Regions from separate parts of the Anser cygnoides genome. Here region 2 is linked to region 1. The links are chromatin contacts, called in public Hi-C maps. All regions are on one chromosome and are shown on one strand. Each heading gives the region's core, a stretch centred on a gene start, on an enhancer-like site or on the middle of the called end of the contact. The rest is flanking DNA. Distances are from core to core; before and after follow the strand shown.

Region 1 (5,513 bases), core at 543-3,042:
AATCCTTTTTGACTAACTCAAGCCTTCACTTTTCTCATTCTTGTGAACTTACTCTGTTTGCTTGCTTTCCACTGGCCATTGACTGAGGGCAGTTGTTGACAGTCTGCCTTCAGTCACACCTAAAGTTACAAATGTGACAGGGGTAACTGCCTGTATCAGTATTCATGGTGAAATCCTTGTTTAAAAGACAGTTAAAAAAAAATCACAACCCTTTTTCGTTTGAATAATTCTTTTGAAGTGCATTTTTATCATTTAGTGGTTCTTTAATATGACTGATATCTAAAATTGGATAGGATGTGTGCCGTCTCTTTTCATCTAAGCTCTGGCAACAATTCCATGTAAGGCAAATACCCCTTTGCCTTGGTCTGTTTTAATTTTGTAACCTTGCTCTTTTCTGAGTAAACTAAAATGAAATGATAAAAAGGATACAGAGGGCTAAACTTGTGCTGGAAATCAGAACACCTAGTTATGGGATAGTTTGTTTGTTTGTTTTTCCCTAAAGTACACAGTGGGGACTGCATTTTAGTGCTTACATCTGAGATTTTTGCTGCTTTGAATAGCTCTAAAACTTAATTTAGTAGAGCTGAAAGAAATCTAACATGACCTGGCCAGCAAAAACTAACACACCCAGGAATCTTTTCTCAGACCAAAATCCCAGTAGGATGGTCAGCACCAAAAGATACTACAAAATTAAAACTGAGTATTTCCCAAATCTATGAATGTCATCTTCTATGGAGGAAAAGAAATGTCAAATCTGAGAACAGACCAAAACAGACCAAGGACTCTGTTCTGTGACTCTTGAAGTCACCATAATTCATGGAACTGTAGTAAAATGTAACTATTAGTCTGTAGGGGTTAACAATATGGCATATTTTATTGCCAATTTGTAAATCTAAAATGCCTTTCAGCTGATCAAAAAAACCAGTTACCCTTTCTCAAATGATACAAAGTGTTTAGGATGATTAGCCTAAACCCTGGGATTTGTCTCCTTTCAATTCCACTATGAACTACCCACGTCATTGATCTGTTGCTCTCTTTTCTAATTGCCTTAGTACGTGAACCACAAGGGTGGGAATACAAGCTACGTGGTGATCATAAACTCCTGTGGTGAAGCGAGTCACGGGAAAACTACCTCTTCACAAAAGTACACATACTTGCTCCCATTTCCTTGGATTTTCCCCAGCTCTTTACTCATGGCTCGTTCTACCCAGAACCTGGTTTGTTTCTGTGAAGTCTCCACAGAAAATGACTGATGGGTTAAACTGAGCGCTCTCCAAGGTTGGAAGGTATCAAAAGGAGAGCAACCTTATTTCAGTTTCACAAAGCACCTATCGTTCTCATTTTCATTTTCTTCTAGTGTGTTTACACAAAATGAGGCAATAGGGTAAACTTCAGTGGTCTGTTAATATAGAAATGTTTTGGAAGTACGATGTATAAAGCTAAATGATTTCTACTAATGAAATAACATATAAATGCATCCAAAATTTAAAGAGACTCACATTATAGCACTAAGAAAAACAATTCCATGAAGGGAAACTAATACGTTATCTCATCCCAGTTCCCTCGGTATTGGCGTGAGATGGCCAAAAACATTCAAATGATCAACTGGACACAAGTTGGCAGGCTAGGAGACTAAATAATGCAGGTGTAAATCTCAGTGGAACAATATATGACAAGGAAGCATCAAGGAAAGGCTTTAATGTTATTTAAGTGTACTACTGCTTGAGTATCTACAGAATGTAATGCCTTTACTGCGGTAACATGTGCAACACATGACAATCAGCTCTATTTTTCAAATAAATCCAATCTTCTCTGAAGTCAAAAAAAAAATGAGAAAGAGTCCAACTTTCCATGAAGCTCTAAGAAATCTATGCAGTGTTAGCTGGGCTTCATTCACGTTTGTAGTTACTCCCACCACAAAGTGACCTGCTTTCCACTACAGGGAGAGTGATAAAGTCATTAGGACTTTTCCTCTGTTTTTTTTTTTTTAATTTGTTTTGCAAAACAAATATTAGCAGGTTTCTGGGCTGACATTTATATGATATAATATTTACATAATAAATATTTGTAAAAATTCCATCCATGACAGACTGGATGAGTAACCGGAGATAAAATTAGCTTAAATCACAAATCAATACAAAGGATAACTGCCCACACTCCGGGAACCACATTCTGCTGATGATTTCATTTCAGTATTTGCCTCTGCATTCCACTCTTAATTGTTACAGGGCAGGGATCAATGTTCCCTTCTGTGTTTATGTAATATTTTGCACACTTTGGGTACTGCCAAAACCAAATGATACATATTAATGCAAATACATGGTCAGCCAAGGAGGTCTGCTTAAAAGCTATTACTGCACCATAGTCTTGTTAATGTTCAACTGCCAGTAAACAGGATTCTTGGCAAATGTTTACGCTATGAACTCTGGTCATGTGCTGCTGAGTTATTCACTTGATGTACATCAGTGCACATTTATAACCGGAGAGGTGAAATATTTTTTTTTACCTGTAAACCTCAGGTTTATTGCTACTCACTCTCTTCATCCAGGTAGCCTTTTGTTTCCAATAGGACTAATGGAATTGAACCAACACGAGGGGCTTCCTACTACTTGAATTACATAGCTATGTGTGCAAGTGATGGATCTAACAAAAGTCTTCAGAAGGGGAGTGAAGTTCTGTTTACTGTCTAATGTATTTCTGGTTAAGAAGCTATCAATCTAGTGAGTACTGTGCTATTACCAACAGAACAAGAAACTGTAATTGAAATAGCGAAATAGCCTCTTACTACTGACAGCTCAAGCTGTCAGGTTGTGTCACTCACATCTGCTGCTAGCCTGAAAAAAAAAACAAGTCTTCCATCTATTTCTTTGTTCTTTTTTGTTCAGTTAGGTACAACACAGCAACTTGTATTACACTTGTTATAATGTGGAAGAGTCAAGAGTTAGAAAACAAAGCTGACCTGAAGCCATCCGTAGTCTTAGTCTTTTTGCAGCAAAATGAAAACTAACCTCAACTGGTGGGTGCCATCATTTGAAAACGCAGCGAACAAATCACTGACTCTGTATTTCATGTGTTGTGACTGAAACAGATGAACCTGCAGGCAGAATCTCAACCTTCAACACTAGCTTAAGAGAGAAATAGGGGCAAATTCTAAGGAAAAGTCTAGTGCTTGGTCTAATTCTGCTAATGTACTAAATGAAACCCAAAATTAAGGGAATGGATCAGTACTTCCTCATTTCTCCATCTACTGTAAAAACACAATCATTCACTGATCTCACTGGAAGTAAGATCTATGCTCCTTTTACATCTTGCTCCAGCTTTAAGATGAGTTACTGTGTAAACTACTGATTTCAACTTGAGCAGTAGCCATACTGTTCTTAAATGCACATCAAATTTTATCAGCATGGCTTAAATAATTTGGCACTACTCCTGCAAATACTGGGAGGCTGAGCTTATCTGAGGGTCCACGTTCATGCGTGCAGAACTGCAGGACTGTGACCTGCAGATGTAAACTATAACATGTCAAGAGTCAAATGCTTGCTAGTATTCTGTAGCTTAAGGTCCACCTAAGCAAGAAGAAAAACAGTAACCAGGACTGTATTTTGGCTTGGACTGTCTTCACAGGTTCTCCTGGGAGTGGAGTACAGGATTTGTGATAGCAAATCTAGAGTTTGGACAATTCTCATTTTCAGTTTTTACCTACTGCTGAGCACTTACTGCCTGTAATCTTTGGATGTAGGAGAGCTGGGAATGTCCTGGAAAACTATCCAAAAATACTACTGAATACTGCAGCTTAACCTGCCCTCCCACATAAAACATTAGAAATGTGAAAACTATGCTAATCGAAAAATGTAAAGCCCTTTCACTCTTACAACTATAAAACTTGAAAACTATTCCCTTAGATTAGGAGCAAACAGGCCACAAAACATATGCAACTCTTCAATAATCTACTTCATAGTTAAAAACAAAACAAACAAAAAACACAAACAGGAAGTCCAAAGAATGATTTAATATTTTCTGTATGAAAATGAATAGTATTGAAATTAGGATCCATTAGCCCTTTCTTAAATCTTCCAGATTTTCATGATACTGGATATGTTGAATGGCTAAAGACAAGTGTAGCCCTAGTAGCAAACCAATCCACCTGGTCCTTTTTGATCAAGATTTTCAAAAGGGACAAGTGACTTCAGTTCAAGTGAGTGCTTTCTGTAAATGAGCTCCTTTAAAGAATGAGGATTGCAGAAATCACTTGCACCTCTGAACACCTTTACTTTAACAGCAGATTTAAAAATAAACCTGCTTCTGCTCCCTTTGCAAATCCAAGTTTGTAAGGTGCTTGAGAGTGTAAATCCAGGAAGGGCTGCTGCCACCAGTACTTGGACTGTATCTACAACATGCAGTACAGAGCTGAATCTTAAAGGCAACTATATGTAGTTGGGTTATGAGATCTGTTTTACTTAACAATGTAGACTTCTGATCAACAGTTAAAGAAATTCCCTGCTGAGTTTTCAAGAAATAAAGAGCAATTAGTAACTTGTGACAGGGAGAGATGCAGATGAGTACAAAGGTGGGAGGTAATCACTCAAGATGCTAGACTCTTACAACCAAGAAGTTGCAGGGCATGCAGTTTTCTGCTATTCTGAAGTCTTCTTTCCAAATACACACCCATGTTGTATTTAAAAAGACGGTTAAAATCCATCCAACCAACCAAATCCTACTTATGCCACTTAATCAGTGAACACTTGGGTAACCTAATACCAAATGTACGACCAGAATTAACCCTGTATATGGCCATTAGGCACATGGCAAGAGATCACAGCCACCATACAGTTCAAGGTTTCTCCAGTTGCTGTTTCCAGTGGCACAGGTCTGTAATTTCAAATGAAACTGATAGACTTGAGGGAAAAAAATCAATGATACCCACTTGAAAAAGGGAGCTATCCCTGTGCAAACAATAACAAATGCAATACACCTACCCTCTCCTCAAGACTGTATTTAAAATAACTAAACTGGTCCAACCCTGCTTGACAGCAAGTGGTGATATCGCTCAGGGTGATTTTGCAATCTATTAAAATGATAACTTAAAAAAATGAAAACAAAACCTGAGAGAAGGCTGTCCCACCTGGGCCTGTTCCAGTACTAGCTAGCAATCCATATGCCCTTGGACAGATGACTATTTGGTCCTGTAATCAAAATGATGGGTATTTTGACAATTGAAACACCTTTATCAGACACTCTCTGTCGCTTCTAGGCCTTCTGGTCATTGGTGGAGTGCTGAGCATTGAGAGACGCTGTCAAGCGTGCCTATTCTTCTTTGCCAACAATCCCATGATAATTGCTTCAGAATTTGGGTATGTGGCAGTCTTTTTTCCAGCCATCTGTTTCCCTACTGGGGAACCATCTCTGGTTCAAAGATTTTTCCTCCACTTTTGTAACTGGCATGAAGGTCACAGAAAAGAAAATGGTAGGGACAAATGTCGAGTAAGTTTTTCAGAGGGCTTGACTTTTACGAC
Region 2 (5,419 bases), core at 1,875-4,374, 240 kb after region 1:
TGACATCATCGTTGACTATCATGAATTAGGGTAGGGTTGGTGGGAATTTTAATTGCAATTATTTTGGAACTTGCCTACATGATTTACCAGACCAGTGATTGATATTTCTAATAAATTCTAATGCACATTTAGTGCACGTTGCTTTTAGGTAAAGCCTTGGACATTTTCCTAAATAGCTTAAGTATCTTCTGAGATTTCACTGAGAGCATTTTCAAGAGCAGTAAGCAATTCTTAGGTAGCAAGCTTCCTTTATGTATCATTGTCACTTTTTCATTCTGTGGGAGTCCCTGGACAAATACAAAACAGCATCTGCAGTCCTCATTCTCTGTCATACTGGCATAAAAGGACACATGGAATTAGCCTCTGCGGAATATCTGCAGTGCAGGACACCTCTTTAGTAAGCCTAGCACTCCGTATTAATCTCTCAGGCAACCTCTAGCATAAAACTGCCAAGGGTAGAAAAGAAAGTAACATTTTAGATCTCACAAGGAGATCAAATTTAATACCAGAGCTGGCATAAGCTAGATCAAGAATTAGGAACTTGGTATGTGCCCAGTTTGATACAGAATTAGGTGAGCATAAAGGCTAACCTAAAGTCCTATTTGCTATCCCAAATACTGGCTTCAAGTTTAAGTCAGAGCTTGAGCTTTGATCTTCCAGGCCTCTCTGGATAACATTATATGCCTCTCCAACCTGAAATTTTAGAACAACAAACAGATTGCAAATGAAAATTAGCCCCTATAAATTTCACTAACTATGAATGAGTGGTCGAAAATCGGGAGTAGTTTGCTTCCTGCAGAATCTGCAGAATTCTGCCTCCTTTCACATCGTCCATCTTAACATACAAGTTGGAGGGACTATGCACTACACCACGATGATTCACAGCACATAAAATATTGTGTGACAAGAGAAATCTAACAAAAAAACAAACACATGCATTGGTGCCTTGGCTGTTGTTCATCTATCAGTAAAATCCAGTGCATCCTTACGGTAGTAAGGTATTACAGCATTGATTTCAATTGTTAGATGTGGAAATCAAATGTTGAATATGGAAAATACACGGCAATAAACATCTTTCAAATAGGACTACATTCAGAATAAAGCTTAAAAGGAATGGCTGAGGCTGACTGACATTAACATATTGCAGAAACGCCTTGTTAGGGACAAAGGCTTTGAATATTTACATAGCCTGCATGTAGTTCTTTGTAAGGCATATGGGAGTATGTGGTTGGGTAGAAACTAATTAAGACCCTGAATTCATCCCACAGACGTGAGGGAATATCAGCAGTAGTAGGCTCTTCCCTTCCTTCAGGAGCAACAAAGATATCCAGATTTCAAAATGACTGATTTTCTTAGAAAACCATTTTGCATTATTACATTCTTCTAAACAGTACTAGTCTCAAGCATGAATCACAGTTCCTGATAGTTTTTACTTTTAACGCTATTAACGTAATAGTTGGTGTTCTTTCAGAGGGTAGGACATGGAAAGACTTTAAAAGTTCAGAAATGCTCACTTTGAACTAAGCTGGTTGCAGGGAAAAAACAGTATTTTCAGTATTCTAACTGAAATGATGCTGAAAAAACCTTTTTCCCAGCTGACAAACATGTTGCCATTGTCATAAATGAGGTTAAAAAAAAAAAAAAAGCTCAAATACCTGCTTATCCTGTAGGTCTGAAGAGAGTTCATAGCTCTCAGAAAGTGATCTTGACCTTTTAATAGCTTCTTCCTCTGCTTGTTTTCGTAGTATGGATGTCGAGTGCTGAAGTTTCGGCCTCCGAGATCTCTGTTGTCCCGGGGAGACGGAATACAGCCCGTAAGCAGAATGATCGTAATGGTCTGGGCTTATAGCTGAGCTGTGTGTTATCGGTCCTTGGTGGTAAGCTGATGGGCTATCCAAAGACGTGCCAGTTTCACTGCTTGGAGCTTCACCCTCAACACTAGACAGACAATAAAAAGACAGGAAAATCCTCAGGTGAGTACTGTATACCAAAATCCTCTGTAAACAAATAGCACAGTTTTGCTTTTTATGCTGCCATCCAGCACGTTATTCAAATTCATATGAACTAGTTATTACAGGGTAATGTAGATAATGATGTAAAATACCACAGTTTTCACTGAAATTTAAGCAAGTCTCTATTTTTTTTTTGCAAAGGTCACCTTTAGAAGGTTAGTCAAGCAGGCGAATGGAGATTTCAAGCATTATTTAGCTTTATACATGCTAAGTAACTCACTTAGCAACTGCTGTGTAAAGTAAATGAAAACACTCCATTTCTTAGAAGAACTACTATGAAGAAGAAGAGCTACTATGTTTCTCAAACCTAAAGTTTGGAAAAAATAACTACAACAGAAATCTCATTTATTTATCTGCTAGTGAGAGATTGATCCCTTGGGATACTTTTGGCATGCTTTATAGTAAAGTATCCCAAGGGACAGTGTTTCTGGCTAATGAAAGTAAAATAGTTCCAGGTAGGGAATACACAATAGGAGCTATCTGGCAAATGAAATACTTTCTTTTCACATTAATGCTGCTACTGCTATGGAATAAAATAAAGAAAAAAAAATCAAACCTTCATATTAAAGGGCTGCACACAATAGGAAACATTTTAAAACTGAATCCTAGCCAAGCTTTATCTTGAAGCACTGATGACTTTTTAATGGTAATTTGTTTTTCTTTGATATTTGCAGCAGGACATTCTCACATTGCAATAGTGTACCTGCTCCCTTCCACAGTATCTTTTTTTCACATTTTGCATAAGTTCTTACTATGTGCCTCATCCTGTGTACAGAGAGCATTGATAAAAAAATAATTTTGATTTTTTTTTAATCACTCAAAGACTTTGCAACACTCCTCCACACACGCACAAACAGCAGTGCTTGCAGTACTTCCCCTACCTTTTGTTCACCCTCTACCTGTTTCTACGTCAAAACTCTAAAGGCATACACAATTCCACATGCTCCCACAGTACCTTCTGTTTCACATACTGCTTTCATTCACATACATACAAACATAAAAAATAAAGCCCTTCTGTTGTGTCTCGGAAATGAAATGCTGTGATCCTCGCTACACACACACACCACAGCAGTCCCTTCAGCAGTTCAAAGTACGGAGCGACTTCTGAAAGAGCACTCTGCACCAGACTGCAGTGCCAGGAGAGATCAAGGTTAACACTGTCAGAACTCTCCTCGCCTGCACGCTGTGTACTTTTCAAAGTGCAGGAGAAAAAAGACCCTTCGATTTCTCAAAACATTTCTATAAACATGTAGAACTGAAGCTTTTCTTTCTTTGCCCATCAAAATATGACTCTATCCAAAAGGTATTTTCAAACATACTTTACCCGAGCTGGAAATATTTTCAGTCTACACACATCACTTTTTCCAAAAAGGAAGCTGACAGGAAACAAAATCCCTTTTGCTCAATGACACAGCTGGCTTTCAACTTAAAAATGATAAATTATCCAGAGTTTTGCTAGTGACATTGAAACTGTGTAGCCACTCATTAAAAACAAACAACTTTTTCTCTCTAAAGTAGCCATTTCTTAAATTTATACTATTCTAAAAATGCTTCACTCTCTCTTTAAATACTAAAACATATTCCTCTGTTCTGCTGCTGAACTAAGAGGCCACACTATTTTGTACATCCCAGGTTCCTGATTAAAATCCTATTTGTAAGAACTTTTCATACGCACACGGTGAATTTGTTTTATAATCCAGTCTAAATAAATAGGAAGTCAGGAATTATCACCATGTCCCCCTTCTTAGGATCTGTGACTTTTTTGCCTTCCCCTCCCCTAAAATGTGACCTATTTAATAATAACCCTGCCACGTTGATTACAATCTCACAATGACATCTTAATAATGATACCCTCAACGGATCACTTAGCCTTTTCTCAAGAGAAATAATACTGCCCTGATCAGGAAAAAAAAATGGAAGTGGGTCTACCCAAGGTTCTGATTAAAGCTAGGGGTTTCTTCTCTGTTTTTAGTTTTCTTTCATACTTTTTCCAGGCAGAAATAAGAACCATAAATGAGTTGTACTGCTTGATCTTGTTTTGCTCACAGGCCTATTCCCTGCCATCACATGTCTGACCTTTGAAGCAGGGAAGTAATTATCTTTTACAACATGCAGCCTCCTGCACAGCAGTAGGGCAGCCCTTTAAAGCAAACGAGAATGCACAACTGGTACTGTGTATTGAGGGCTCTTTCCCATGCCGTCTTCCTTGTCCGTTAATTTAAGAAGAGCTGAAGCTTCACACGAGTGATTTCATAAAAATGCAGCTCCAGTGACAAAGAAAACCAGCTTGCTTTCTTCTTATTATGACTACATATGTTTGGAAAGGAAAAATATTTCAAGAAATATTACTTGCGTGAAGTTCTGGTGCCGACAAAAGATGATTGCTCTGCTGTGGAGGAAGTGCACGCAGAGCATCGTGCAGCAGGAGTTCGCCATTCACAATGACCCTGCCCATGTCTGTTTGAAAGACTGTATGCTCAAAAAGGTACCTTGGCTTCAAAACAGAGCCAGTCACTGCAGGGTTAGAAGCTTCTTTTGTCTACCCTTGCACTAGAAAGGCCAACAGACAAAACTATCAGGGACACTGTTCCTAGCTTGCAACATTGGTAAGAGTAAGTCCCCCTATGGCTAGGGGATAGTTAGACACTTCTCCAGCACTACTTCCTTACACTTCCCCATATGGATGAGAAATTTAGTACCTTACGTGCACTGCAAAAACGGACAACGACATAACACCGACCCAGTCTCTAGTAGAATTAATAAGAACTTCTTAATAAAGGTCTCTGATTTGAGGCATCTGCCAGTATCCATACATGTCCAGTAGAATTACTGATAATTTCAGTACTCAGAGAAACTTACAGACAAATTTGGTTCATCTCCCCTGCAATTTACAACTGCGTACTACTAGGGAGAACAGCGATGCAGCAAGTATTCAATTCAGGAGAAGGCAGAGCAGTTGTCATCAACCTGTTATTTTTAAAACTTCAATTGCAATGTCACCCTCCTGCCTCAGCAGAAAACAAAGATTCATTATGCGACAAGTTAGAAAAAGAGAAAGGTTGTTTGCCAGTATTTTACAGAGAAACAGAGAATGAAGCATCTAAATGGTGAAAATAGAAATTAAATATTTAAAAATAATTAGTACTAATAACTTGACTTTGCATGAACAAAACTTTAAAACAGTCATAGAAAAACTTTGCTTCCTTGAACATCTAAATCATTTTTCTGAAAGCGTGACCAGTACTGTCTGAAGCAGGTTCTTTTAATCAGAAATTGTCACAGGCAGTTTCTGCCTGCATAGACCTCAATTTGTATTACTATTAAAAAACACACCGAATCAAGGAACAATTGGGAATATGAAAAGCTTAGAGAAAAATGGAAAGAGATCGAGTACAGGATTTTTGACA

What was found. Hi-C and Micro-C count contacts between places; a contact is called where the count stands out from the background.
Region 2: a Hi-C map of liver shows a contact between it and region 1, with 13 times the contacts expected there. The contact joins two enhancer-like sites. A contact is called at or near these places in 2 of 7 Hi-C or Micro-C datasets (both in liver).

The regions. Positions count from the first base shown.
Region 1 is chr10:21,147,424-21,152,936 of Taihu_goose_T2T_genome, forward strand. All of the region lies in intron 1 of LOC106040055 (a long non-coding RNA gene), which reads left to right. RAB43 (RAB43, member RAS oncogene family) reads right to left here. Exons shown (of 3, transcript XM_048046188.2): 3 at 3,990-5,513. Among named protein-coding and RNA genes, the nearest start is that of RAB43, 15 kb to the right of the region's middle. Within about 2 kb of position 1,793, at least 2 of the 3 cell types and tissues checked have open chromatin away from gene starts, as enhancers often do. A contact at or near this core is called in liver, where this site is marked.
Region 2 is chr10:21,381,412-21,386,830 of Taihu_goose_T2T_genome, forward strand. It overlaps IQSEC1 (IQ motif and Sec7 domain ArfGEF 1), which reads right to left. Exons shown (of 17, transcript XM_013187648.3): 5 at 1,656-1,938. Among named protein-coding and RNA genes, the nearest start is that of ACAD9, 62 kb to the left of the region's middle. Within about 2 kb of position 3,125, at least 3 of the 3 cell types and tissues checked have open chromatin away from gene starts, as enhancers often do. A contact at or near this core is called in liver, where this site is marked.